Linked DNA regions of Mus musculus: regions 2, 3 and 4 are each linked to region 1. Evidence: chromatin contacts called from public ChIA-PET, Hi-C and HiChIP or PLAC-seq data. All regions are on one chromosome and are shown on one strand. Each heading gives the region's core, a stretch centred on a gene start, on an enhancer-like site or on the middle of the called end of the contact. The rest is flanking DNA. Distances are from core to core; before and after follow the strand shown.

Region 1 (7,374 bases), core at 2,643-5,142:
CTGGGGATTTGAACTCAGGTCATTGTGGTTGTACATCAGCACTTACTTACTGAGCCATCTTTCCAACTTCCCCAGGGAAAAAAAATGAATTCACAGCATTTTAATTTCCCTGGAGAACATTACGGTCAGAGATTTTTTTTTTTTTAATTTCCTTTGCTCACTGTGTTTTACTGCCTTTCCAAGTTTCAGAGAAAACTGAGCCAGAGCAGCCTCCCAACCCCCACCCCCAAGCCCTTTTAAGGCACCTTACCTCTGTTTTGTGGCTCATTTCAGCTGGCTGAGCTACATAACACAGATTGTAGGGTTTGTTCAGCTCTTTACCAGCTATCTTCAGTTCTGAAACTAAAAACTACAAATTTCCTTAACATTTTTCCATCTTGATTATGTTTTGGATTTGATGCTAGGACTCTATATTAACCTCAGGTGCCTCAAACTCTTGGGTTCTATGTGATCCTCCTGTGTCAGATACCTACCATATTGCCCAGCTGCCTCTCCGTGCCTATAGTTACTACAGCAGCATAAAAAATCATTGATTGAAAAATTCATTCTTCATTGATCTTAGATATGACACCAAAAGTACAAACACAAGAAAAAATAATGAATTTGACTTTTATACCATGAAGGGTATCACCAAAAAAAAAAAAAAAAAAAAAATCAAACCAAAAAAACATATATACAGGAGAAAATACCTGCAATGTATTCCTACTTGTCAATAACAAATTTTAAATAGGAAAAAAAAAAAAACCCTCTGAATAGACATTCTTTCTAATAAAGACATAAAAAAATAGCCAGAAAGTAGATGACACAGAAATTCTACTCCTAGGTTACTAACCATGAGAAATTGAAGAGCCGTGTGTAGACAAAACTCTTGAGTGTTCATAACAGCATTATAGCAGCAAAGGGCAGGAACAATGTTCAACAGCTGAAGGACAGGTTAAAATAGAATGCCTGCCTTAAGATGGAATATTATTCATCAGCAAAAGGAAACTAAGTATTGGTAAATTATGAATAGATCTTAACTAATCACAAAACATTATATACTGTATTTCATTTACATAAAGTCCTAAAAAGGGCAAACTTAAACAGTATAAGTTGGTGGTTTCCTGGGGCCAGGAAGGGGAATGACTAATAATGGGTACTGGCTCTTCTTATGGTGAGACGGTGATGCTTACGCTACTCTTCAAACATCCCAAACACCATTACAGTATCTATATTAGATTATCGATAACAAATGTGCTCACTTCTATAAAGGCCTCGAACATGATCATGTATACACATATTCTTGTTCATACCTTCAACTCTAAAATGTTGTTTTACACATGTGAGCTTTTCAGTCATATGATTGCGGGATAAATCACCAAGTGAGTACTACAAGTTTTATTACATATATATCTTAATTGAAAATTATATTTATTGTATGTAGTGGTGTGTGTGCTCATGACACACTGGTGGGTCCTGGGATCAATTCAAGTAGGGTTTGGCAGCATGTGCCTGTACCCACTGAGTCTTCTCCCAGTCATTCTTTTTTTTTTTTTTTTTCTATTTTTTTATATAGGGTCCTACTATATAGCCCTGGCTTGCTTTGAACATGTTATATAGACTAGGCTAACCTTGAACAGCGATTACCCAGTGTCAGCCTCCCCAATTCTGGAATTACAAACCTGTGTCACCACACTGGTTTTATTTATATTTATTTTGTGGAGGTGGTGGTGGAGGGGAGACAGGGTTTCTGTGGTATTCCAGGTTGGCCTTGAAGGAGAATGACTTCGAAGTCACAACAAACCTGCTTCAGCCTCCTGAGTGCTCGGATTACAGCCACTATGGCTGACTCATGTTGGAACTAATTTGGAACGATCAGGAATGCCAACCTTGGTTCTGGAGAACTTACATTGAAGAATGGGCCCTAGTACATCTTGAACTCCAGTTCTAGGGGATCCGATACCTTCTTCTGGTGTCTGGGCACAAGTATGCATGCAGGCAAACATAAAAATAGGATTTTATTTATTTTCTTTGGCTTATGGATAAAGGGTGATTGCAGCTAATAGATTTTGATTTCACGAAGTGAAAAGCAGCTATTTAGGAGACTGGACTTTTAAAAGTTTCGACCGAGTAGTCAGGAATGCAGCACCCAGGCTTTGTTCATGTGGAGTATCAACCTTCGCTGATTAATTATGTAACTTCGTTTTTATCACACCAGAGTCTCACAAACCGAATGAGCGCTCTTTGGGGTCAAGGACGGCGTGATTCAGCAGTAAACGTTCCAGTGTCCCATTTACCGTTGAGGATAGAGAGTCAGGAGAAGATGGGACGTAGGTCTGAGGTTCTCGGGGATCCCTGTTCACTGTGGTGGAGGAATCACACGTAGAGTTCGGCTGCCTCTTCCGATCCTAGCAACAACGCATACAAGGGCTTCTGTCGCTTAAAGCCCGAGGTCCGTTCGCCTTGGTGGTGCAGGAAGAGGGGTGAGGATAGAGGCGCATGGACTGAGGCTATACTCGTTGGGGTGCAAGCAAGCTTCATTCCGCTAACTCGAAATGATTTCTCCGTTGTTGCCAACTGGCCGACTTCTAGGGAATAATAAAATGACCCTAACCACCCTTCAGTCTTCCGGGTTTCTTCCTCACTCTGGCCCTTCCAACACCCATTTTTCCGCCCACTTCCCCGGCTTTGGCTTTTGAGCATCTCTGGAGCAGTGATTCTCAACCTCCCCATTGCTAAGATCCTTCAGTACTGTTCCTCATATTGTGCTGACTCCCAACCGTAAATTTCTGTTGCTACTTCTTAACTGTAATGTTGCTGCTGTTATGAATGTTAATGTTTTCCGATGGTCTTAGGCAACCTCTATAAAAGGATCATTGGATTCTCCCGTATGGGGTGCGACCCACAGGTTGAGAACCGCTGCTTTAACAGGACCCCCACCCTACCCCACCCCCTAAGTCCAACTACCGCTCCCCAGCATAGCCCAGGGTGGAGCTACTCTCTCCGCTTCGTCATGGAGGGCGTAGGGGGCGTGCTCTTATGACGTAAAAGGACGGGGCGGGGGAGACCTGGACAGCCTGACGGAGGGACAGAGGGGCGGAGGGAGTGGCGGGAGACCCTTGCCACGCCTTAGGACTTTCCATATTGATAAATAGGGGAAATGTGTGTTCTCAAACACCCCTAGGAAAAGAAGTATCTTACTGAAAGCCTAATTTCAAAGCTACTCACTATTTATACCGACTTTTATATGTCACACATTACTAGCTTTTCGGTTTTTCTGTCTCCATAACTGTGAAAACCTTCACGCTTCTTTTCCCGCCTCCCCCTTCAGTTTTTGCCACAGATGGTAGCGTCCGGGGCGCGCGCAGGCGTAGAGCGCTCGGGGCGGTGCCGCGGAGGGGCGGGTGACGCAGCAGCCGTCGCTGCCATTTTAAGTTGTTTGTTCTTGTTTCTTTTCCTCAAACGCGACTCAGCCCCGGACCCGGGAGGTTCCAGCGGCAGCCGCTGCTTCTGAAGCCACTCCGGTGCGGGGGGTGGGGGAACCGAGGCTGTGGCCCCGCGGACGCTCGACCTCCTCCTCCGTTGCGGCTCTCTCCCCCCATCCGTCGGGGCTCTCTCTTGGACTATCTTCCTGAACCGGACTGTTGGGCGAAGCAGGCCTCGGGAGCCGACGCTCGAACCGAGACAACTTTGCCGGGCTCACTCCGCGGACAGGCCGTAGCGCAGGGCTCCCCTCCTTCCCTCTTCCCTCCCGCGCGCTTTCCTCTTCCTCGCCGTCTCCCCCCTCCCCCTACCAACCCCGCGCCGCGTCCTTCCCTCCGTCGCCGCCCGGGGCGCCGAGCCCGACTATGGGGCCCAGGTGGGGGCTGAGTGGCGGCAGCAGCGCGCGTGGCCCGGCCACAGAGCGCAGCGCAGCGGGCATGGAGGGGCTCCGTCGGCCCGTCGTGTTCTCTTGACATGGCTCCCGCCCGCGCCACGAGCAGCGCCCCCGCCGCCGCCGCCGCCTCCTCCTCCGCAGCCGCCGCTCCGCCCGCAGGCTGCGGCTAGACGGCCCACCGACGGTCGGCCTGCGAGTCCCGCTCTCCTCTCCGCGGGGACCCCGCCCTGCCGCCTAGATCCCGGCCTCTCTGTCCCCTTGGGAAACCACCCAGCCGCCCCCACTCGGGAAACATGGGCTGTTGAACGGGAAAAGCGAATCTAGAACCCGGGAACTTCATTCCTTGCTTTTTTTTGGGGTGGGAGGGTGGGCTTCCTTTTAAGAAGTAATTATTATTAACACGATTATTCTCTTCTTTTCCCCTCCTCCCAACTGATCCTTCCTACTTAACTCTCTTCCCGCCTCCTCTACCCGGGCGGGAATTGTTTCCACATTGAAATGAGTGAGAACCCGAGTGATCCAGTGTCTCCCGTGGTGCGAGTGAGTCGCTGCCGCTGAAGGCCAGGGGTTGTGGGTGGGACCTGGGGGTCGAAGGCAGGTGATCCCCGGGCCCGGCCTGGGACGTGGGAGAACCCGCCACCTTAGCCTCAGCCATGCTCACACGAAGATAATCGAACTCCCTACCATCCCGAACTTGAACGGGGTCAAATTTATACGGAGGGCTCCCCGGGGAATGTAGAACCCACCGCAGGGCTAAGGGTGCTTGGATCCCGGGCATTAATCAGGGCTAATCACAGAGCCGGAATAACTATTAATACCGTTTAATAGACCCCCCTTTCCCTCTGCCATCATGGTTCTCCTTGGCAGCAGCGTTCGCAGCCGCCTGAGGGTGAAAACGTGGGTGATGGGGAAGTTGGTAATGACTCCGCTGTTTTTTCTCATGACTCCTTTGGGCAACAGCTGTCCACCCCCGGTATACACTGTAGTTGATTGCAGGGAAACCCTGTACCTCTCCCCTTCTTTCTCTGCTGATTTTGCACTTTTCTCTTTGCTCACCACCAAGTGTAATCAATAGCAAAGCACTGACAGTTCATAGCAGTAGTGAAATCTGAAATAACTAAGAATTAATCAGGTACTACAGCCATGGATCTGGCTGGGTAAAATCCAACTGGGGATTTCAGTTTCATTCACCTACCCTGTTTTGGTGGTTTTCAGTTTTTGGGTTTTTTGTTTTGGGGGGGGTATTTTTTTTTTCCCTGTATTTGGGAAGCAACATCACAATTTTCCCTCCCTTTTCTCAATTTCTTAATCCCTTTTCTGAAAAGGGACTATGCGAATGGGTTTCAAGGATTGGACCGGTGTCAGCTGTGTTTTACTGCGCACCTAAATCCTGATGATCGGTTTTTCATTTTCCCCTCAATGGCTTTTATTTTGGCAGTTTAGCCACATGTGTTTTCCAGAAAGTTAGTTCCAAGTTTTTTTCTCCTCTTTCTTTCCTTCCCCTTCACCTTCCCCATCTAACCCCCAAACATTATTGTCCAAACATGACTGGACAGCAACTTTTGTTTCTTGACCCTGTGGTATGACAGTCTGCTAATATTGTTAGAAGGTGCAGTTTGGGGGTTACAGTTGTGATTTAGCTATTCAATCATATTAGCAGGAAAAAAAATGACTTGTTTCTGTTGTACTTGAGTCTTAAGAAAAAGTGCCCATAGTTTAGTGACAATTTCCAAAGGCTTTAGTACCACCTGTATTTCAAAATGGGGGACCCAAACTCCCGGAAGAAACAAGCTCTGAACAGACTACGTGCTCAGCTTAGAAAGAAAAAAGAATCTCTAGCTGACCAGTTTGACTTCAAGATGTACATTGCCTTTGTGTTCAAGGAGAAGGTAATTTAAAGTTCTTACTGTGAATTAGTACAAGTGGGTTTGTAAGTGTGTATTATTTGATACTTCAGTGTTTTATAAATATTAGGTTTAAGAGTGTTTGGAGTAAGACTACTGCTTTTTACTGCTGGGGTTAGTCTGTGAATAGAGACCTTAGAGAAAATGGAGGGCTCATCATATTGACTGAAATAATTCTAAGGGCTTAGTAGAATACACTTTTAGTTGACATTGGACTGTATAACTGAAACTTTTATGTAGAACAAAAGGGAACTTTAGTAAAGTTACATAGGATGTCTCCATGTAGGTGACATTTCTTAAGATATAGTTAATGAAGGAATACATTTAAACTTCAGAAGCAGCTAAAAACTGAAATGGTAAATTTTTGTTTAGAATTGCTATTTTTTTAACGTTAAAAATCAAGAGGATGTTGGGTGTGTGTTTATGATCTAGTTCCATAGTTAAATATTAGATGAATTTGAGTGAAAGGCAAACAGAATTCAATGAAAGCAGTATTGTTTTGCAATTCAAGATGGACATTTGTCAGTAGGGCTGTTTGACATAAGATTGGGTTATGAATAAAAGAAGTGCAAACTTTGACTTTTGCACTGAAAGTGGTCTGCCTCTAATGAGAAATGTAATCTTAGCATGCAATCTGTTTAGTACTTTTTGTAACTTTCCATGCTTGTTGCCCCAATCTTAAGGTTTGTACTTGAGAACCTTCACCTGTTAGAGTAAGCTCATGGCAGAGTGGTCCCTGTTAGAGTAAGCTCATGGCAGAGTGGTCCCTGTTAGAGTAAGCTCATGGCAAAGTGGTTCCAGAGAAGTTTTTATATTGGAGTATTTTGAAGATGTTATTTTCACATTTTCTGTTTTTTGTGTGTGTGCTTGTTTTTTAACATGATGGCAAAATTGTTAAGATGGATTAGTGTTGTGATGTAGGTTCTCGGAATACAAGCTCTAAGTGATGACACTAGATAGATTTTTCCATAAGATGCATTCTATAGTGTTATGCTTTGTAGTATAGAGTTAGATTGGTCATGAACACTTAAATAACTTGGAGACACAATTTGTTTTTTACCTTTTATTAAACATTGGTAATTGTAGTCAGATAATATCCAGAAATATTGACTATCATTGAACTTGACTCCATTTCAAGAATAAAATTGTTAATTTGTTTGAATATTTGCATGTTTTAAACTCGTGAGATTTTTATTGCCTGTAGAACCAGTTAAATCAAGTTATATCAACAGTGTATCACTGAATTTTTTCTTTTAGAAGAAAAAGTCAGCACTTTTTGAAGTGTCTGAGGTTATACCAGTCATGACAAATAATTACGAAGAAAATATTCTGAAAGGTGTGCGAGATTCCAGCTATTCCTTGGAAAGTTCGCTAGAGCTTCTACAGAAGGATGTGGTGCAGCTCCACGCCCCTCGGTACCAGTCTATGAGAAGGGTAAGCCTGGGAGGCTGCACTGAGGAAATGAGTTGGTGTGAATTAAAGTGTGCATTTTCCTCCTGAAAATCCTGAGTTAGCTAGCCTTATGCTTCAAGGCTGCAGATGTGTAATGTTTTTGTCTCAAGACAAAGTAAAAGACACGGATAAAGCATGTAGAAGCACCCATCACTCCCTGTT
Region 2 (7,374 bases), core at 2,442-4,941, 230 kb before region 1:
CCAGCTATTAGCTTTTGACATCTTTATTTAGCAATTACAGTTAACTGGAGCAAGGTCACTTAACTAGCAACTGCATGCAGACTCTCCTGTCTCTGGGGCAACCAGTTTGGGGATCCCAAATTAACATTAGAATCCAAAGAGCATCAGGCCTACCCACTACATTATAGAATAGAGTAGGGTTACTTCCTTTCTCTCTGGGAGTGTGCCTGGAGATCATGTTTGACCATGGACCTGTTGGCAACCCAAGGACAATGCTTCATGGGGAAGGCCTGTTCCTGCCAAGTACTACCTTTCCATGGATGAATCTGACTAGTTCTGGAAGCTTAAGGTTAGTGTTTCACAAGATTAACTGGTGTAGGCCGCCTTCCAGCCTAAGTTTATCTCTGTTGGAATTGTGTCTCTGTGCTCACTTTTCTTCTGCCCACCTCCTGGTTTAAGACTTGGTTCCAAGTTTGGGGAGGAAAGGGGCGATATGACTCTAGGTTTCCTTGAATGTACAGGGGAGAATAGAGCTAGCTCAGTTTTAGATACTCTCTCCACCCTGTGTGGAATAGACAGTAAGAAAGGTCTGGGGATGTGTGTTGTCTGAGTGCGTTTGTGTTGCAACCTCAAAATACAGGAGACTGGATAATAAATAATTATTTATTTAGAAGTCCAATGACAAGGTATTGGCAAGTTGACGTCTGGTAAAGGCCTGGTCTATGATTCCAAAATGGCACACCTTTAATGTCATCTCCATGCTATGATAGTCTCGTTAGCTGTCCCCATGCTTCTGGGAGCCTCATTAGTCCCCCGTCCCTCTTGTGAGTTCTTTTATAAGTCACTCTGCAGAAGCTTTCGTGGCTGGATAACCTTCTCAAGGCCGCACTCCTTGACAATGTTACACTGGGGGCTGAGTTATAACAGAAATTTTGGAGAATGTGAACACTCAGCCCTCAGCTTGTGCTACCTCCAGCTCCCAAGAGGCTCCCTGAGTGATGAAAGTATAAGACAGAGTTACCCTGTTCATTTCCAGCTGCTTCTATTCCTGTTTGTCAGGCAGCAGACATTTGAGGAAAATCTGCTCTGGGCAAAGAGCATTCCATGCTCCCTGCAGTGAACATGGAGGACCGTTAAGGCAGGCGCCATCTGCCCACAATAGACGTACAGCTTTGCTGGCAAAACAGCACATAAAAAAGACAAGTTACAGTACAAGACAGAATATGACCAGCCCCAGTGAGTTTCATAGGCAGTTAAAGTGTCATAAAAATTTAGGAAAGTAATTTGGAACAGTTTTCACTGATAAGAAATTTGGAGGGATACTTGTTGAAAGAGAAACTATTCCAGCTCAGGGAACAGTGTATGGAAAGAAAGTCTACAACTAGTACAATATATTTTAGCAAACAAATTCAGTATTTATGGAGTCCCTAGTGGGTGAAAAAGCAAGAGAGGGGCCAGAAGGATGGTTCACCAAATAAAGCATTTGTTCACTGTGATAGTTTGTACATGCTTAGCCCAGGGAGTAGCACTATTAGGATGCATGGCCTTGTTGGAGTAGGTGTGTCACTGTGGGCATGGGCTTAAGACCCTCACCCTAGCTGCCTGGAAGTCAGTCTTCCACTAGCAGCCTTCAGATGAAGATGTAGAACTGTCAGCTCCTCCTGTACCATGCCTGCTCGGATGCTGCCATGTCCCCGCCTTGATTATGGACTGAACCACTGAACCTGTAAGCCAGCCCCAATTAAATGTTGTCCTTTATAAGACTTGCCTTGGTCATGGTGTCTGTTCACAGAAGTAAAACCCTAAGACACTCACTATGCAAGCATGAGGACCTGAGTTCAAATCCTCAGGGTTCATGTAAAGCTGTTCATAGCAGCAAGCTCTATAACCCTGGCCTTCCTATAAGACATGGGAAGCAGAGACAGGGGAATCCCTGAAAGCTCACAGGTTGACCAGCCTGGTGTACACAGCTGTAAGCACCAAGAGACTCTGCCCAGGCCAGACATGATGGCACTGGCCTTTAATCCCAGCATTCTGGAGACAGAGTCCTCTGGATCTCTATGCAGTCCAGCACATCCAGGGCTATCTCAGAAAGACAGAGACAGCCAGATGGACAGCCAGCCAGATGGACAGACAGGGACTCTGACTCTACCTCAACCAAGGCTGGGTGTAAGGACTGAAACTCCAGATTCTCCTCTGTAATGGGCTTTCATGCTCACGCTCACATACACAGGTTAATTTAGCAAAGAGGGTGTGGTGATGGTAGGCCATGCCTATAGTCCCAGAACTAAGGGGGCCATAGTAGGAAGATTACTGCAAGTTGGTGGCCCTCCTGGGCCACAAAGAGTCCACTTGAAGCCAAACATGCAGACTTTAATTCTTACTTGGGCTGTTCTCATAGCCAAGGTCTACAGGCTCACATGAACTTCCCAAACCTCAAAAGCCCTCCTGTCATTTTATGCTCTCAGCACAGGTGTTGTCTTAGCACTTACATGATAGCATTCCCACAGAACAACCAAGCAAAGCACCACTAAGAGAACTCATTGTGCCCGTAAAATGGGAAGTCCAAAGAGGCAAAGTCCCAGCCCTCAGCCTCCAGCCCTGGAGCTGGCTGCCCTTGGGTGTGGCAGAAGGAAACCTGATCTGAGGGCGAGATGACCTTGACCATCATCAGCAGAAGGACAGCAAGAACATCTTGCAAGTGGAGGTTTTAGTTTACTGCTTTGTTGCCTGTACTTAAAATTATAGGTTGTGTGTGGCCGGGAAAGGCCTTCCAGAAGAGATAAGTAACAAGCTATTTTAGGATGACTCTTCCCATGACATAAATTATGGTTTGGAGAGGAGAGAGTTTGGAGGTACCAGAGGCTAATTAGAAAGAGACAGCCCAGTCTGCATGGAGGCCAGGGAGAGAGGGAACAAGAAGCCACAGACCGGAGAGACCAACTCCTTTCAAACATATAATATCACCGTCTAGCCTGGCATTCAGGGCCGTGGACCGAAGAGTTTTCATGGTTAAAGGTAATATTCACAATTTGGGAGAAGTGGGAGAAAAGAAGTGTTTCAACTGTTTGCTAGGATAGGTTCTGAGCAGGTAAGGAGCTGAGGGCCCAGCCCAGGGAAACACACTTCCTTTGTGTGTAGGAAGCCCTCAGTTCCACCCAACTTCTGCAAAACAGGGGTTTGAGGGGGCTTGCTAAAATGGGTTCTATAACTGCAGCTCTGGAGTAAAAACCTTGGCTCCAGCTCTCTCACCAGGTAAGGCTTGTCCAGCCATCCCAACAGCCAATTAAAGAGACAAGGAATGGAGACAAGTGGAGATCAGGTGACATTGGGAAGAACAGAAAGGGGCAGTCACTCAAGTCCATCTCTGGGTACAGAACAGGGGAGAGTGGGGAGTAGAGGTCTAGTCAATCACCCAGCCCCGCTCGAGGTCTCCTCGTTGTCTCAGTTCTGCGTCTGAAGAGTGGTCCAAAGAAGTTCGTATTGCTTGAGGGGGACAAGCAGGGTCTCAGGAGGTGGTCACTTCTTGCGGTTGTGGATAACCGCTCTCACCTGGGGCAGGGGGAAGGCTGAGGGCTGTGTTCTGTCCTGACTTTGTTCTTCCTTGAATCCAAGGTGATTTTAAGCGATTTAATCTCAATAACTTCATCCTTGAAGCGGCACTGAGCTAGCTTTGGCAGACATACACGTGTTAGTGATTCTCATGCCTATGTGTGTGTGCGCGTGGGGCGCGGGGGGAGGGGTGTCAATCAAAAGCCTGAACCAAGGTTAAGGGATGGACACAGAATGAAGGCATAGGTGACAGGCTTTTAGTGACACTGTGGGTGAGCAAAACCAGCTGCTGAGTGCCTGTTACTGCACCATATGGTCAAGACAGGAGATTATGAGCAGGCAGATGTAAAAGGGTGATGTCACTCTTCCTGGCCATGTGAGTGTTGTGAGAACCTAGTGCTGTGGAGAGGGGTGCCAAAGGTTTAGGGAGCCTGAAGTTGCACTTGGCTAGACGTTTTCACTTGGAGTCTGAAGAATGAAAGAGGAAAGACCTCCATCAGTCTTGCTCTGGTGGAGGCAGACTGGGAGACCTGGAGCTCCCAAGCCCCACTGGGCAGGCTTCTCCTCGACTCCTGCCTTGCAGCCATCCTTTGGTTGCCATGGTGACCACAGCAGACAGTGTGCAGATTCTCTCCAGTTCTCAAACCCCTCCCACAGACTACCATGTGTAGCCAATATGCCTCATGTAGCAATTAAAAGGAAAGATGATACCCACGCCTTCTCTAAAACGGTGGTAGTCTCAACTCTCCAGATAACAACCAAGTGGGCTGAGATAAACACAGAATTCTCTGCATCCCTTTATGGAACTGACACCCGAGTGCATAAGTGCAGATGTGGGTTTACACACTGATATGAGCATGCTAACTCAGAAGATATGTTTCTGAGAAGACAAAAATAAAAAACAAACGACCTGTATAGAACTGTCACCATTACGAGAAAGAAGCAAGTTGAAGAAAGGACATAGACTACAATCCTATCCATACGTGTTAATTCGTCCAAGGATTCCTGTGCCCTTGGGTAACATGTGTCCTTCATCTGTAGTACAAATTCTCTAACCTTCTGTTGTTCTTTCTGGCTTTGTTTAAGATGATGTTTTAGGTAGGGTTACTATTGATGTGATACCCTTACCAAAAGCAACTTGGGGAGGGAAGGGTGTATTTGGCTTACGTATCCCCAAGTCACAGTTCACTGAGGGAAGCCAGGGCAGGAACTCAAACAGGGCAGGATCCTGGAGGCAGGAGCTGATGCAGAGGCCATGAAGGGGCACTGCTTACTGGCTTGCTCCTCATGGTTTGTTCAGCCCAATTTCCTCTAGAACCCAGGACCACCTGCCCAGAGATTTCAATGAGTACAATGGACAAAGTACTCCCAATAAATCATTAATTAATTGTAACAATTAGAAGGAAAATACACAATTGCTTGCCTACAGCCATATCCTACTTACAAAGGCTTTTTTTTTTTCAGTTGAGATTCCCTCTTCTCAGATGACTTTAGCTTAGGTCAAGTTGACATTAACCTATCCAGGATAAACAAGAGTCTCCTGTAGCTCAGGCCAGTCTCCAACTCAACACATGGCTGAGGATGACTGAATTTCTGATCCTTCTGCCTCTACTTCCCAAGTGCAAAGCCATGCACAGTTCCCTTATGCTTGCTTGCTTTTTTTTTAAAGATTTGTTTGTTTGTTTATTTATTTATTTAATGTATATGAGTACACTGTAGCTGTACAGATGGTTGTGAGCCTTCATGTGGTTGTTGCGAATTGAATTTTTAGGACCTCTGCTCACTCTGGTCAACCCTGCTTGCTCCGGTCAGCCCCGCTCACTCAGACCCAAAGGTTTATTTATCATTATACATAAGTACACTGTAGCTGTCTTCAGACACACCAGAAGAGGGCTTCAGATCTCATTATGGGTGGTTGTCAAGCCACCATGTGGTTGCTGGGATTTGAACTCAGGACCTCTGAAAGAGCAATCGCTCTTAACCATTGAGCCATCTTGCCAGCCTGCCCCTTATGCTTTCTTTTTCTAACTTTTATTTTGTAAAATTTATACATTCACAGAAAGTTGCACAAACAGTGCAGAGATCTCATGACCCTTTTATCACATGGTCATATTTCATATATCTATGATAAAACCTAAAAACCAACACTGATCCAAAGTGTAGAAGTGGAAGAAAGGCTAGGTGGGTGTATGGGTATAGGGGTGTGTGTGTGTGTGTGTGTGTGTGTGTGTGTGTGTCTGTGTGTGTGTATGCAGATATGGATATCTCTGTGCATTTATGTCTGTGGGGGTATAGGTGTGGGTGTGTCTATGTTGGTGTGTGTATGTGTCTGTGTGTATAGATATAAGTATAGATATAAGTATAGATATATAAGCAGGATACTGTTTCATAGATGTGCAGATGTCAGCCTGTACCCACCACCACAAATAAAATACAGAGTATTCCCAAGAAATCCTTCCTGGGACACCTTCAGAGTTACCCACCACTTCCCCTAGCCTCATTCATTGTCCTCATCTCTGATCAGTTTAAGATTGTCTTGTATGTGAGACTACGGTATAAGTCTATGGTACTGCAGATGTCCTTTTGAACATGGCTTTTTTCACTCAGTGTGTGGCTCTCAGGATCTGCCTGCTTTATTTGGTGTCCAGATTCCCTCCTTCCACATCCACTGTCTGGTTGGATATATCTTGTTTAGCAATTCACCTACCATAGGACATTGCTGTATCCTCAGTGTTCACGTATGGGTGGTGAGTGAATGTTTAGTTTGAGGGGAAATGTCAACCTGGTCCCTGGAGCAGCCACGTATGCTGCCATTCCCACCAGCAGTGCCTTTGTGCTTTTATCAACACTTAATACTGATGGTAGTTTTTATTTCTGTTGTATTGCATTTTATCTCAACTCTGTTTCCAAATAATAACAGTGATAAATTCATTTGTGTGTCTGTACGGTATATGTACATGTTTGTATGTGCTCTTGTATGTGCATGTGTGCACATATGTGTACACATATGTGGAGGCCAAAGATCAGTGTCCCTGTCTTTTTTGATTACTCTCTACCTATTCCTTTGAGGAAAAGTTCTTAGTGAACCCAGAGCTCACCACTGAACTGCCCAGTGAGTTCCTATTGCCACCTCCCAGAACTGGAAATGTAGACACATGCTATCACAGTCAGCTTTTTAAGACCCTGTGAGCCCAAGATATATTCTGAACTCTGTTTTGCCCTGTTCCCCAACTGTTTTGCCCTGTTCCCCAACTCCAGCCTGTTCTCAGAATTTTACCAAGCTGGTTTGAATCGATCATGCTCCTACCTCAGTCATCATACCCAGCTCTTTTCATGGTAACTTTCATGTCTTTAAGCTTTTCCTTTTATCTTTTCTTCCTTTGTCTCCCTTTGCTAAGGTGGACATTGCGCTCAGTTTACTTTGACTTCACTAGTTTATTTTCTCCTCAGTGTTTAATTTGTCAGTAATCAAATATTCATATGACTTTCACTTTTGCTATTTTCTTATTCAGAAGTGCTCCTTTCCAAACTTGCTTAGTTATTTTATGGATATTGGTTCTAATTTTCTGCACATATTTTCAAACTTGCTTTCTCTCAGTTTATTAGCTCTGATCATTTTCAAGTTTGTGTCTCATGATTTTATTTTATGAAGAGTGGGGTCTTTCTCTACTTTTCTAAAATATTGTTGGTGGGCCATTGATGTTCTTATTTTTAAGAATGTTATAAAATAAAACGTAGCTAAAGAACTGTAAACTAATAAAAGAATGGCTACTGAATTATTGGAAGGCAAACACTGTTGTCACTGCCATCTGAATGTAGAATTTGGACTTGGTAGGAAACCCC
Region 3 (7,374 bases), core at 2,970-5,469, 200 kb before region 1:
GGGAACGCACTCCCACCATATGCCGTGCATTATCACAGGCCCAAATGCAATACAACTCAGCATGGACCTGGGTCTGTAAAACTAAAATCCAAAATAGCCCTTTCCTCTTTACAAGCTAATTATCTCAAGTATAGTGGCGAAAAGATAACAAACTCAGCTGGGACTGGTTATTGATTAACTTTTTTGGCTACAAAATACATGGAGTTTTTAAGAATGCAACCAACTCAGGCAAATGAAGTGAACTCTCCTCCCAGGATTTACCTGGAGCTACCCTTGGTTGACATTTTAGCCCACACTGTCTGGTAGATATGACATTACCTATCTTACCAACCAGACTAGGCGTGATCAAACTCAATAATATTTTACTACTTGGTTAAATATGTCTCCATTAGGAAGAATTCAATGTATCCACAGCCACTCAAAGGCATCCCAAAGACGTTCTCAGGCTTTGTCCTTGTTCTCAATGTTGTGATCCCTGGGCATGTCACTACTCTAACTTATTCTATTCATTGCATTGCCAAAGGAAATCACTGAGAGGAACTGGGCCTGCATCGTTCAGTATGTTGCATGGAACAGCTCCATTCTCCCGGTCCTTGCCTCCTCTGGGTTGCTGACTCTGGGTTCTAATGTAAGACTTCTTTTTGCCCACTCTGCCAAGGATGCAATTATACCAGATGTTAGTAGCTTCAGATGCAAAAAAGCTTGAGTAGGGAGGGGCTACCTGCTGAATAGGGAGGGGCTACCTGCCGAGTGCAGAGCAGCCACTCTGTGTGTTAGCTGGTATTTGATCTAACTTGCCAGTCTTTCCTCAAGGGCATTTCATTCTGGCACTCTGTGTGTGCTAAAGCTATCTTAACAATATAACCACTGCCCAGGCAACTTAGACAGCAAAGGTTTATTTTTTCATGGTGCTTAATGTTCTAATCCAAGATCAAGGCTTCAGATGGACAGGAAAAGATCCTTTTCCCCCCTCCCATCTTGTTTAAGTTCATAGCTGAGACCCCTGTATACAGAGACAGAAGAACTAGAGAAAAACACTCAAATGAACTTAATATAAGCCCTACAGGACACAAGGGTTTTCAGGAATGAAAACTCTTTGTTCTAAAACAGAGAAACCTGTGCCTACTTATGCTATGGACTGATGAAGAGCTGAACAGAGAGGTGATTGGGTAAGAGAAGTCTGATTTACGCTGGGAGCTGGGGTAGCTGAGTGTTGAGTTTCTCTGTGTCTGTAAAAAATAAGAGCATTCAGACTGGAGAGATGGCTCAGTGGTTAAGAGCACTGACTGCTCTTCCAGAGGTCCTGAGTTCAATTCCCAGCAACCACATGGTGGCTCACAGCTACTTGTAATGGGATCTGATGCCCTCTTCTGGTTTGTCTGAAGACAGCTACAGTATATTCCTATAAGTACAATAAGTAGATCTTCCTTATAAATAGAAGAACATTCCTTCTTGTGCAGAGAACGGACTTCTCAGCGGGGGTCTTATGTTGGCTTTGGAGAAGGACAAGGGGAAGGTGAAACCAACCCAGTTCACCTTTGTTGTTGTTGGTTTTATTTTTCAGTACTAAGGGGCTGTAGCTAGAGCTTTCATACAAGCCGGGCAGTCCCTATCACAGGCTATTTTCCCAGCCAGAACTCATCTTCCTCAGACTGAGCTGTTTCTTTAAATGCCACAGTGCCATATTTTGGCATTGCATGAACTGAAACACATCACAGTGGATTCTGTGAGGGCTCCCTTCTTGCCCTCAGCTGCCCTACTTCCTGGTGTATGCTTTAAAGATGGAGCTCTCTGGCATATCCTTGTACAAGGACACTAGTTGCATTAGATCAGGGACCCACCCCACCCCAGCCTTAGGACTTCGTTTACCTTTACTTTCATATTCCAGATATAGCCATAACTAGGGGACTAGAGCTTTCAGTATGACATGGGGAATGGGAAGATGAAGCAATCTAGTCAACCAATGAATGTGCCCAGCACTTCCTTCTATGGTACACCCACATCAACTCTATGACTACTACCGTTCACCTGGGTCATATGTCTTCTTAAAGCTTTCAGGGAGCAGACCTCATGCTCAATTTTTGTCCACTACAATGCTGGAATCCTGTCCAGACCTACTTATAAGGGGCAATTGTTTTTCTTTTTTAATCAATTTACTTATTTTATGTATATGAGTATACTGCAGCTATACAGATGGTTATGAGCCTTCATGTGGTTGTTGGGAATTGAATTTTGGGACCTCTACTTGCTCTGGTCAGTCCTGCTTAGCCCCGTTCACTCCAGTCGACTCTGACCGCTCAGGCCCAAAAATTTATTGATTATTATATATGAGTTCACTGTAGCTGTCTTCAGACACACCAGAAGAGGGTGTCAGATCTCATTACCGATGGTTGTGAACCACCATGTGGTTGCTGGGATTTGAACTCAGGATCTTCGGATGAGCAATCAGTGCTCTTACCCTTTGAGCCATCTTGCCAGCCATGTTTTTTGTTTGTTTATTTGGATTTTGGTTTTGGATTGTTGTTGTTGTTTTGGGTTTTTGGGTTTTTTTTTTTTTTTTTTTACAGGTCCTATCTTTATTCACTTCTTCCTAAAATAAGTAAGGTAACACTCACTTTAGGGAAGAGACAGAGAACCAACCACAAAATCAAATGACATTTGTTTCCAAAATGTAATTGCCACACTGCAGAATGTATCTCTCTTGCTGTCATGGTCCTGGATGTTCCACACTTAGCTGTTGCTTCTCACAGGACTGCTGGGGCTTCACTTAATGGTTAACAGAGTCTCAGTCTCAACTGTAACAAACAGAGTAAAGAGAAAGGAGCCGCACTGGCGACTACTAATGTCTTCTAGCATGGCTGATGCTCTCTTCCCTGTGCACCCTATGTGTGAGCTTCAGAGTGGTCAAGGATCAGGGACTGAAGGTACCTTTCAACAACAGATACATCTTGTTCTTGAGTTTCCATGGTAACTCTGCCCTGTACCTTCGAGATTTCCTTCTCTACATTTGTTTGCTGACTGCCAAAAAGGGGTCTGCGATGTTTACTCAAGTCGTTGGCTTTCTTCAAAAATGTGTCAGACATATCTTCAGTATTTTCAAGCTTGGTTTCATGATCTGCTATACCTGTCTGTAAAATCTTCATTTGCTGCTGTTATAAAACCGAGGTGTTCTTCTTGGCCCCTTGTGCTGCCCACCTCATCTAGACACTTCTGGTATAGGGACCCATACCTTTCACAGTACACAGACTCAAGCTCCTGCCTTGACTTCTGCTGAGCTTTCAGAATACCCTGGAGGCTTTCATTCAGGTTTCTGAAAGAGGCATTTACATCCTTTTCAAACTGCTTCCTCTTTTCCATAAGAAACTAAGTAGCATCACCTTAGAAATCCTGCATCCTCTTCTGAACAGGCTCGGGGCCTCTTGCACATCTGAATCTGAGCAATGACTGCCCATCTCACTGGTACCAACTACTGGATTGTCCGCAGGGTTGACTGCATCTCGGTTCTTGGAGTCTTCTGATGGAGGGTCTTATCTACCCTCGGGCACTTGGCACTTTACTTCATGGCCTTCTGTTCCTTGCTTGACATGGCTGGAACCTTCCTGGGTCAGACAGAACTCCATTCAGGGTGGGCACGGCTATTTGGGGCAATTGTAAAAATTAAAGAAATAGTGTGAGCTCTTTTGTTAAAATAACCATGATTGAAAATTAAATTCTACAAATGTAGAAATGAATAAATAAGATTTAAAACGATGCTACATAATGTCTGATACCCATCAGTCTCCACTTACTACACTGGAACCTAAAAACCAAGAGATGGATATTCCTGTTTCTCACACAAAAGTGCGCCTTCATTAGCATTAATATTGTATTGTAAAGTGCAATGGTAGAGACACCATCAAGTGGTGAGCTACTGTACACCCAGTACAGTAACCCTACCCAGATTTGTGTTCAGCAAGGCTAGGTTTCTTTGAAATTAATAGAGAAAGTATGCATGCTATAGACATTAGTACACACTGCAAATCAGGGCCCCTGGTCAGAACTCCTCTTTAGTCTCCATCAGCATGTCACTCTGAGTACTGTCATCAGAATCCAGGGCTGGGTGCCCAGTGAATGTTGAAAGGATGGTGGGGAGAAAAGAATAATGCAGGGTTGAAGAGGCTGAGAGCGACAACAGGAGGATGCTGGAAGGGTGGGGCATCACTCCTGCCCGCACCTTTCCGACCACACAGCCTGCAGCCTCAGCTGTGCTGTTTCCTCTGCGGTAGCTTTCTCATGTTGGCTCCTGCACATTGTGCAAAAGAGCACAATGTGGTCCAGCGACTGTGTGCTTCCTATTTCTGAACTCTGTTGCTTCATCGCATTTCAAAAGAGGTGTAAATTTTACAATCCGGTTCATTCCATTAGAGATAGCGATGTGGCAATGCTCACTGCAGAATCTGTATTTACCATACACAACTATTTACTACTAGATCCAGAGGAAGGTAGGCAGGGCGGGGTCGCTCTGTGGCAAGGTGGCCTTCACCACAAGTTCCGTTCCCATGTGCCCTCTTTCCAGTGCTGTGCAGAAAAGAGAACTAGATTGTGCCCTCCAAAATGGCTACTGTGCATAGAAGACCAGTGGAAATTATGCTCAGAAATTGCCAAAGCCAATGCTGGAAATAGCTACCACCAAAATATTGTATGAGTGCTTATGGGCAGTATTTCCTCAGAGCATTTGTAATGTATATATATGTTTGTCTATTAAGCATTTTACAGTTTTCAGGGCTAGGAATGTGGCTCGGTGGTAGAATACTCACCTACAATGCATAAAGCTCTAGTTTTTATCCCCATCATTGAAAAAAATGTATGTATGTATGTGTGTGTGTGTGTGTGTATATATATATATATACACATATATATACATATATACACATATATATATATACATATATACACACACATATATATACATATATATATACATACATATATATACATACATATATGTACATGTAGGCATATGTGTATATTAAACAGTTTTTGTTCTTGTTGTTTTCTTTTTATTTTTAAGGAGATTTTGTTATGTAGCCCAGGCTAGCCTAAAAACTCACTGTGTAGCCCAGGCTGTCCTTGAACACATGACAATCCTCCTGCTTCAGCCTTCTGAGTGTTGGGATTATAGACATGAGCCACTATAAGCAGCCAAAATAGATTTTGAAACAGGGTCTCACTGTGTAGCCCAGGACAGCCTCAAATTCAAGATTCACTTACCACAGTCTGCCAGCTGGTGGAATTGCAGGTTTGTGCTATCACACTTGGCTAGTTCCCTTTTGTTACATCAAAATGGGGGAATAACTAGGAAAATCAAAAATGAGGCTGAATCCCCAAACAACAGCAAAGGGTGGAAAGAAAATGGTAGAGAAAAGTGTATTATCACTACAAACATGTTTAGAATTCTTTAGTAAGCTGCTTTCAGTGGCACCCTTTCCTGGGAGAAATATCTTTGTCAATAAAATTGGAGGTTCCTAGTCCCATGTTTGGCAGACAAAATCATGTCAACTCATGCGCTGGATGACTGATTAGAAGAGAACATGTCTGTTCAGCCCTCTTGCACCAGGACTTGGGGTGGCACAATGTATGTCCTCTGTATCCTATATGCATGCTTTGATTCTTAGATAGATAGATAGATAGATAGATAGATAGATAGATAGATAGATAAAATACTTGTGAGACTGGAGAACTGTTCCCATGGTTAAACACTTGCCAGCAAATTCTGTGTGTGAGAATGGGAGTTCAGATCCCCAGAAACCCATGTAAATGCCATGTGGGTGTGGTGGCCTGACTGTGATTTCAGCCTCAGAAGGTAGAGACGGGAGAGTCCCAGAGGAACCTGGCTCCCAACAGTAGACGTATCCACAAGCTCTGGGTTTCCCTGCGAGCCTGGGTTTGACTGAAAGACCTTTCCCCAGTGAGTAAAGTGGAGGAGCCAACAAGGATGATTCCCTACACCACTCTCTGCTCTCCACATGCACACACACATACATCCGTACACATGGTACCTCCCCCATGCTAACACACATATACACATGTGCATGCATCACAAACATACACACACAAACACACACTGGAGAAAGAAATATACTTGAAATGCAAACTGCATCTGCACTGAACATGGGCAGTCGTTTCTTGTTACTTTTCCCCAAAGCAACATGGCATCCACATAGCATTTTCGTTACTCAGTGTTATAAGTGACTTAGGGATGGTTACACGGTAGAGAAGTTGGTGCTGGTTATATGTGATTAATATATAGAAGCCATGAGCACTCATGGGTTTTGGTTTCCCAGAGATCCAGGATCCAGTTACTATGGACACTGAGGATGACTAATCAGAAGTACATCTTTCCACTGGGACTCTCTGGGTCAAGCCCTGTAGTGATGGACCTTTCACACAAGGTTGGACAGTGTAATCAAGTTTCCTACATGTAAAGAATGTTACCAACCATCCTGACCTATGCTTTGGTAGCCACTGCTCTCTTAGATGTCATCCCTCCTTGACGTGACCCTCCTACGTATCTGGTGATCCTCAGAGAATGTCTGGGAACTGATGGCTTGTTCATCTGGAAAACGTCCAAAATATCTGTGAAGACTGACTGGCATCAGGCCTCCAGGGAGCGTCTCAAATAGTCTTTGTCTTATAGGCCTCACACTAGAGTGGGTAGACTGCCTTATGAACTGAGAGACCAGACCTGGACTTTTGGGTCCAGTGTCAAGGCTAGGCTATGAGACTTAGTTCCAAGACTGAAGGATCAGCAAAGAAAGTAGGAAATTTGAGACCCCAGAACCAAGCATGAAGCCCTGTGCCCCGAGCTGTGACATGTGCCCTGAGCTCTGACATGGAATGCCTGTCCTTCTGGCTTTGCACCTGAATTTATTTTCCTTTCATGTAGATGGAATGGTTCAGTCATGTCTGTAGGAAGCCTCTACAGTTGTAGTCACTAGCCCTGGAAAATGTACCGGCTCATTTCAATGACACTGCCACAGGACACGTGCCCTGTCACCCAGTTTCCTTGTCCTGAATGTCCTATCAATAAAACGAGTTTCCTTCCTTACCTCAAAAGAATCAAGGACTTTGCATCCCTGAGTCCTTAGGAAAGCATGCTCCATTATCCTCTTTAATATTATCATCATACAGCACCCTAGGACCCAGGAGTGCACCACCAAATGCAAGACCCACATTTTCCCAAGAGGGTTTCAGGACCTAGAGACAGACATTAGCAGGAGGGTGTTTGCCTTGTATGCAGGCATGAGGCCCTGGGTCAACCCCGAACACACACACACACACACACACACACACACACACAAACCAAACAAATGATTTGGGCTAGCACAGTGGTGC
Region 4 (7,374 bases), core at 3,030-5,529, 160 kb before region 1:
CAAATCAAGCTTTCCTTGATTCTTCTGATGAACGGTGTATTTATCAATCTCCACCAGGCTCACTGGGCTGATTCTGTTAGCCAAACATCGGCTCAAAAATTCTCCGGAAGGAGAATGACACAGCCTTACTGTTTCGGAAAGGGAAACTTGTCGGTACTGCTGAAGTTAAAACACAGTTTCATGCTACCAAAAATAAAGCCGTTCCCATAGCACCCAGAGCACTTCCTCTTTCCTATGGCACACCTCACTTGCTCATCTCCAGGACCACCCCACCAAGCAGGTCGGGTTGCTGCAGTAGCCTTCCCTAGCCCACTACCTGATACTGTCCTCACCCAATGGTCCACTGATAGTAGCTGCCATTTTTATTTGTGAGTATTCTTGATGAGGAATGACGTGAGGGGGTGGGCTGAACTATGCTCTAAGGAACCATTCTTTTCTTTTTTAAGTCAACAAATTTTTACTTAAGGGATTTTGTATGTCGCTCTCTCGCTGCCTATTGAGGTCACGTGGCTCCTTCAAAGCAGAATTCAACATTTTAAGACAGCCCTGTTCTAAAAGCACTGATGCTCAATCCAGGCATGCAGTCAGCCCACATTTCCCTCATTTGAGCTTCTTCTGTTTCCACATGAGTGGAGAACATATTCATGAATTTAGAGTCCTCCATCTGAGATGAGAGAGACACCCATGACAGTGTGACAGTGCTAAGTGGTGACGGTATTCGTGACAAGGCTCCTACTTTGAAGGTGAAGCCTGGAGCTGAAGGCACGAGTCTTATTATAAATGGATGGAGTTTGTTTGGTTTGCTTTGTTTTACCAACATAGCACTGGCACAACCTACATACAGACCTGTGTGCAATATCATAGGAATGAGTGTGGTCTAGATTCCTTCGTGTTAAGAGAAGTGGAGTCTCAGAAATTGAGGGGGCAGATCATGTATCCTAAAGTGGACCATAAAGCAAATTGTTCCAGGAACCATTCCTTTCTGCCGGCATGAGGAAATGTAACTGTCTCCTAGTGAGGAGGTTCCCAGAGTACCCCTGCTTCCATGAACAGAACAGATCTGTGCTTCATTATTTCCCTGGGTAAAGTCACAAGAATGCCCTTGGCGGATAGGAATGCTCTGAATTCTGCTTAGGGAGCGGTAAATACACCACAAGAGAAAGTAGAAATAAGGAGAAATCCACCCCTTCAAGAATGGGGACTCTGGAGATCTCAGCAGAGACAGTAGGTGGAGATGCCTGCTGTAGAGCTTTGGACTGAGGTGCCTGGCTTCTTCTGTGTACTCTTAATTTGGTTGCCCTGACGGACAAATCACTTAACTTCTCTGGCATGTGAACCACAGGGCCCTATCAGGAACGAATTCTGTCTCGTTAGACCTATGATGCTCCGTCCATCCGTAACTCATGCTCATACCTGCTGTCTGAGGAGGATTTGTGCTAGGACCCATAGCGGCTACAGTCATCCAGGACAGATCCCAGTCCAAAGAGGAAACTGACCTGGGTTCAGGATCTACCCTTCCATCATATACACACTGCCTGGGGAACCAGCTCAAAGTGGCACTTTGCTCAACCCACTTCCTATTTATTTGCAATTTCAGTTCTGCCCCAGGTTGAGGAGTTGAGCCCAGGAAATGTAACACTGTTTGGAGCAATCACACTTCAGTACCTGCAATATTACTCAAGGTAGAGGTTCTAGGCATCTTGAGATCTGGCTGTTAGGAAGTTCAGAAGTGAGAGGACAGGAAAGGGACAAGGGGCCGGAGGGAATGGAGATAGCTGGGGGCTTTTTAACTGAGTGTGAATAAATGGCTGCTGCTATCTGGATGTGGGCAAAGGCTCTCCCGACGGAGATAAGCCAGGCTGACAAGGGAAAGGAAATGCTTGTAGACTCAGGAACTGCTTCAGAATGCAGTTATCCATCTTCCATCTGATAGGCCTGGGACACAGTGGGTAAGGCAGAAATGGTCCCTGCCCCGTGAGCTCACAGATTAGTGACAGGCAAAGAATGGTCAGCATTGGAAGACAAGTGGGGATGGAAATGATCACTGGGGACATGGATGTACTAAAGATGCCAGTGGTCTGCGATGACCCAGGAAAAGGCTGCGAAGGTTTGAGGAACCAGAGAGAGGCCCTGGAGATAGTGGAGATCTATAAAGGGTTGGCTCACCAGGATCTTGTTAGCAGTGGTGCTGAGGTTATGTTTCTTGTTGCTATGATCAAATACCTGGCTCCATTCGAGAGGATACTGACCATCATGGCCAGGAAGTGCTGGTGGCAAGTACCTTCTCTCCTTGTATTCGGACCAGAGCCCCAGCCCAGGAATGGAAGGTGCTATCCACATCTAAGGCCGGCCTTTCCACTTCAATTAACTTATCTAGGGAACCCTTTACAGACTGGTCCAAGGGTCTACTGCTTAGGTGAGTTTAGATTCGACCAACCTGATGATGAAGATTAACCATCACCAGCAGTGTGGACTTTGGGTTTTATTCTGTATTCCATATAGGGAACTGAAGCAGGATTTAAAGCCACAGAAGAGTCACATTGTGGTTTACAGGGTTGTTTTTTTTTTTTTTAAGGCCACTGTTTCTGCAATGTAGATAGACTATTGTCTATCACTGCCTAAGAAATCAACATACAGTCATTTAAAAGAACACACAGCATTAACTCACAATTTCCACTCGTCAGGAATCCAAGCCCGGCTTTGCTGTGTCCTCCAAAGGATGGGTGTGCCATGAAGAATGTCTCCCCACAAGCCATGTCTCTTTTTTGCATGAGCATCTAAAGTCGATGAGGCTGGGTCATCTTGGACAAGTTAGGCTAACTCTCTGTAACCTTAGTTTGCCTGCCTATAAAGTGGGAATCAAAATACTGAAAGGTTACAGCCAGGTGTAAACAGTCTAATGTCAGGGGATAAGAAGATCGCCATAAACTTACGTTTAGTTCTGTACGGATTGATGCATTAGGGACTTGCTTGTTGAGCAGAACACCCATGAGGAAACACACAGAGAGCTTGCTTGCCCTCTGTGTGCTAAGCTGTCACATGTGTAGTCGTAGTCGACGCTTTCCTCCTAGGAAGGAATGTCCACATGGGAAGGTGGCTTCCTGATGGGGAGTGTGTTGAGTTGAGAGAAGGGCATTGGAGAATGCAGCTGGCAAGGGTAGCCTGTCTGAGCTCCTCTCAAGCCATGGCCTCGTGGTCCAGGTGAGAGGCCTGTACAGTGCTCCTCCTTGGGTGATCCCTGAAGTCTGGCTGTATCCTTAGGTGGGGTGTGATTCAGCTGCTTGCGTTTTCCAGGTCTAAGGATGTCCAGGTTTCCTGATGCTGCCATAGACTCCTCTCCTAGCCTTTGTTGGTCAAGGTTTATACTTCTTGATTCTAATGTCCTCATAAAGTGACTAGGTCTCAGCTTGGAATGTGATGGATGAATTTGTGGGACACTTTGATTTTACATATTGTAAATACACAATTGTATGAGTAAGACAGTTTCCCTGAGGAGGAAACTGAGGCCTGGAAGACTGCCAACCTAAGGATGGACGCAGAGTCCACTCTTGGGCTCCAGGTCCTTAGAATACCCAACCTCATACTCTTCACTCACACACATATAATAGCCTAGTTACCAATGCTGACCTGGGATTTACTATATATAACCCAGGCTGGCATCGAACTTACAGCAGCCTTCCTGCCTTAGCCTCTTGAATGCCACCACACTCAGCTTCTAAAGGTCCTTTTTCTATGGAATGTTTCTGTCTGTCAGACCCACCTACATTTTATAGCCTTATGTATAATTCAAATTCACACCAAAAGAGAGGTTTCAAAGTCAAACAAAAGTCTTGCTTCTCCCTATCATAGTGAAACCTCTGTCGAAACAAGCCCTGGGTACTTGTACCCAGAGGCCCTCTCCAACCGGGCTTTTCAACATAACTCCTGCCTTGAGCCTTGAACTTCACTCTTCACCACTGCACACAACCCTCCCCCATCTCATCATTTGCAATGCACGGCCCTTTTTGAGATCCCCAAAGGCTGGCTGCACAGGCACTCTTGTCTCAGCTGAGATCTCCTCTAATGCTCCGTGTCCGGCTGGTCTCAACTCCCCTGCGGCGGAGTCCTTCTAAGCTGCGCCACAAGCTAGTGTCCCAGAGCCTGACGTGCAGGCAGACGATCAGCTGGAGGCAAGCACCCAAGCGCACCCTGAAGGAGTCGGGCTGAAGGGACCATCAAGCAGCTGTCTCCACCCGCCCTCCTCCCTCGCCCCCCCCCCACCGGTGACGCGCCAGCCCCCGCGTGCGCGCCTCCCCACCGCCCTCTCCGCTACCGCGCTCGCTCCGCTCTCTGCCACCCGCGCGTCCTCTGGCCCCGCAACTTCACCCGGCGCGGCGGCAGCTGGTGCGACGCCCGAGCGCTGGGGCCACGACTGTTACCCTCGGACCTTTCCCTGTTGGCTGGGAGGAACGAGCACCGGTGTCCGCGGAGCCGGAGGTGCACGGCAGCGAGGGGCGGTGCGTGGGTGCCGAGGTGGTACATGCCACCCGGTACTAAGCGTCTCCGGGCACTAGGAGCGTTCTCGGCAGGTAGGTGCACGCGCCTCTTAAACACATTCTCTGCGGCTGATTTTGGTTTCCACCGGCATGAGGTGGGTGTATGGAGGAGTGTCCTGGGCTTGAATGAGCCTGGCATATTAAGAAGAACCCTTGGGTGTCCGGGCTTCCTAGGTCCTGGCGAATCCGGGGAGCCTGATGTGGGCTGGGACGAGAAGGGAAGTTATTAAGGAAGAGGGGCCGTGCACTTAGCGCAGGCCGACCCAAAGGATGTCCCGCACTGTGGAAGGACCGATTGAGAAGGCTAGAGAAGCCTGTGGCACTACCTAAGGTAGGGGCTTGTCAGGGACAGGGGATCCCGCGGGTGGGATCGTGGATGAACCCTGGCTTCCGAAAGACTTCCGGGCACCCAGCAGCGATGGGTGATCCAGCTCAGAGGGAGGATCGCAATTTCCAAGGGCTTCATGTGCCTCCAGACTGAGCAATTGAGCTTGGCTGGGACCCAGCTGTTCCAAATTGGCCACGTGAAACCGGTGAGAATGGGGAAGAGGGCAAGCCAAAAGAAATGTGTTGTTTTTGATGCCAACCTGTGTTTGGAAAGACTGGGGTACGGGGTCACACTTGGGGAACACTCTAACCCTAGCAGGTGTCTGTGATATTGAACGTGCGCGGGGGGTGGGGGGGGGGTTCTGTAGTTCTCCCTCAGGCTATTTATTACCTCATAGCTCCCTCCCACAGTTTCCTGGATAGGGATGCAGACCCCTCGCTGTAGAAGAGGGCGGGCGTTGGAATTCGCTAAGCAGAGCCATTCAGGTGCGAGAATGACAGGACTGTGGACAGTCACAGCTCCTGAGTGAGAAAACAAGACGAAATCCTAGAGAAGCTAGCAATGTTTTTTGGGGAGTGGGGGTGGGGCAGAGTGGGATCCACAGCCCATAGGCTCTGGTCTGGGGGACACCTATATGTTGCATGAGTGACTGTGAAGAAATGTCAACACTTCAGCTGGGGGAACAATGTGATTGTCTTTAAAGCACACACACACACACACACACACACACAAGCTGCCTTTCCTCTCAGCTCCCCTTGCAAATATGAGCACCCGCCCATTGTTTCCTGACACAGTCATTTCTTCCTTCTTCTGTTTCGTTGTTTTTGATGTTAGTTGGTTGGATGGTTTTGTTTTGTTTTGGGAGAGTTTTCTGGGTCAGGTTTGCCTCGCTCCTCCTTCCCACCCTCACCCAGTATTCCTACTAGCCTACTTCTCTTAGAGCAGGCTCTGAGAGTCCCATTCATAAGGTTTAGCTCCACTAGAGCCTTCTATCTGCTGTTACAGCAAGAGAGGTCAGGGCACAACTCCTGCAAAGAACCAGCACCCTCAATCCAATCTCCAGCAGTTACCTGTAAAGTAGGCACCCTCGCTTTGCGGCAATAAATCTTAGGGCAGGGAGGGGGGTGTCTACTCAGTCCAACCTCCAACAACATCAGAGCTCCTGCTGACGTCCCAAGAGTGGAGATCCAGCCACAAGGTGGCCTTTGCCCTAGAAGTTAATGCGTTTGCCTGTCTAAAAGCTGACTGCACCCAACCATCTGAAAAAGAACATTGGAGAATATGTTTAGTCAAAACATAGCACATGTGTTGCTTTTCCAAAAGCCCCCTGATGGGTGTTGTTGCTCTCTTCCTCTGACACTCTGATGTGAGATGTTTTCACTAGGAATATTTTGTCCTCAATATAAATATAGAGACTGCCAAACCCGAGAGAGGGAAGGCTGTTAGCCCGGCCAGAGGCCTTGCCCGGAAGCCTGATTACCAAAACACAGGTTCTCTGACTCCTTTCCTTTTGTTGATTAGCAGAGAAGCAGAGAAGGGACTTGTCTGCTTTCAGGAGTGAATGCCCCAAGGAGGAGGTTTTTATGCCTATTGTTTGGATCTGGGGAACTACACCTATATAAGTGTCCAGGCTTTGGAATGGGGTCATGATAGGCGTGCTGACTAAATCTTCTGTCACTAACAAGAAACTATCCCCACCAGGATAGACCCTAGGACTCAGCTACATTATTAACCATGTGCCTCCTTCTAAATGAACCCAACCACTTCTGTTATTCTTTGTCCCTCCCTCCCTTCCTGCCCCTCCTCCATTCTGTGTGAATGTGTGTGTGAGTGTGAGTGTGTGTGGGTGTGTGTGTTCAGGTGTCTTCTTCTGTCAGTCTTCACCTTATTATTTAAGACAGTCTCACTGAACCTGAAGCTCATCAATTCAGCAAGATTAAGTGGCTGAGAGCTCTAGGGACTTCCCACTCGCTGCTTTCTTGGCCCTAAGATTGCAGGTATGCACTGCCATGTCCAGCTTTTTACGTGGGTACTGGGCATCAAATTGAGGTCCCCATGCTTGTGTGACAAGTACTTTACTAAATGAGCCATCTTCCCAGTCCCTCTTGTTACATTTTGAGCTCATTTTATTACACCCCACTTCTGTTAAGAGGACCCAAACAGAGAAGGGTAGCTATAGAGAGTAGACAATATACCCTTCAGATTTCATAGTTAATGATCAGAGCTTTCTTACAATGGTCCTTTGGGGTTAAAGAGTTTACAAACAAGTGCTCTATTCTAACATCAGTGCATTCAAGGGCTGGAAAAAAATTAAAATGCAGTTTTATTTTTATTCTGAAAAGAAGCAACAAGTCTGAAACCAGCCTCTTGCTTTCCTTGAGAGGAAGTAGGAGTGGAAGTGAAAGTCATTTAATCTGCACAATGGATGATCCCCAGGCAATGGCAGACTTGGCTTTCCATCTGGGCTTCCCTTGCCTGGTTCTGAGCAGGGGCTTCATGCTTGCAAACAGA

The links. Hi-C and Micro-C count contacts between places; a contact is called where the count stands out from the background. ChIA-PET counts read pairs in DNA pulled down with a chosen protein or histone mark. HiChIP or PLAC-seq counts read pairs in DNA pulled down with a chosen protein or histone mark.
Region 2: a Hi-C map of uterus shows a contact between it and region 1, with 3 times the contacts expected there. The contact joins the enhancer-like site here to the promoter of BC005537 in region 1. A contact is called at or near these places in 2 of 39 promoter capture datasets (hippocampal neurons and stem cell-derived epiblast-like cells), 2 of 484 Hi-C or Micro-C datasets (Sertoli cells and uterus), 1 of 115 datasets of contacts at active chromatin or transcription factors (extraembryonic endoderm stem cells) and 1 of 9 other capture datasets (liver).
Region 3: an H3K4me3 HiChIP or PLAC-seq map of the SCID.adh cell line shows a contact between it and region 1, with 10 read pairs. The contact joins the enhancer-like site here to the promoter of BC005537 in region 1. A contact is called at or near these places in 1 of 39 promoter capture datasets (neutrophils), 3 of 115 datasets of contacts at active chromatin or transcription factors (the SCID.adh cell line, effector CD8 T cells and embryonic stem cells) and 1 of 9 other capture datasets (liver).
Region 4: an RNA polymerase II ChIA-PET map of effector CD8 T cells shows a contact between it and region 1, with 49 read pairs. The contact joins the promoter of Ripor2 here to the promoter of BC005537 in region 1. A contact is called at or near these places in 3 of 39 promoter capture datasets (hippocampal neurons, neutrophils and pre-B cells), 4 of 484 Hi-C or Micro-C datasets (CD8 T cells, LSK cells, granulocyte-monocyte progenitors and 1 more), 6 of 115 datasets of contacts at active chromatin or transcription factors (effector CD8 T cells, embryonic stem cells, extraembryonic endoderm stem cells and 2 more) and 3 of 9 other capture datasets (adipose tissue, liver and pancreatic islet).

The regions. Positions count from the first base shown.
Region 1 is chr13:24,797,765-24,805,138 of GRCm38.p6, forward strand. It overlaps BC005537 (cDNA sequence BC005537), which reads left to right and starts at 3,893. Exons shown (of 5, transcript NM_024473.3): 1 at 3,893-5,745; 2 at 7,018-7,194. The coding sequence starts at 5,617.
Region 2 is chr13:24,572,715-24,580,088 of GRCm38.p6, forward strand. It overlaps a transcript of Ripor2 not described here. Among named protein-coding and RNA genes, the nearest start is that of Ripor2, 62 kb to the right of the region's middle. Within about 2 kb of position 3,692, at least 96 of the 459 cell types and tissues checked have an H3K27ac peak or open chromatin away from gene starts, as enhancers often do. A contact at or near this core is called in hippocampal neurons and uterus, where this site is marked.
Region 3 is chr13:24,595,467-24,602,840 of GRCm38.p6, forward strand. It overlaps a transcript of Ripor2 not described here and the pseudogene Gm11346. Among named protein-coding and RNA genes, the nearest start is that of Ripor2, 39 kb to the right of the region's middle. Within about 2 kb of position 4,220, at least 96 of the 459 cell types and tissues checked have an H3K27ac peak or open chromatin away from gene starts, as enhancers often do. A contact at or near this core is called in the SCID.adh cell line and effector CD8 T cells, where this site is marked.
Region 4 is chr13:24,634,369-24,641,742 of GRCm38.p6, forward strand. Ripor2 (RHO family interacting cell polarization regulator 2) reads left to right here and starts at 4,280. Exons shown (of 23, transcript NM_029679.2): 1 at 4,280-4,568. The coding sequence starts at 4,520.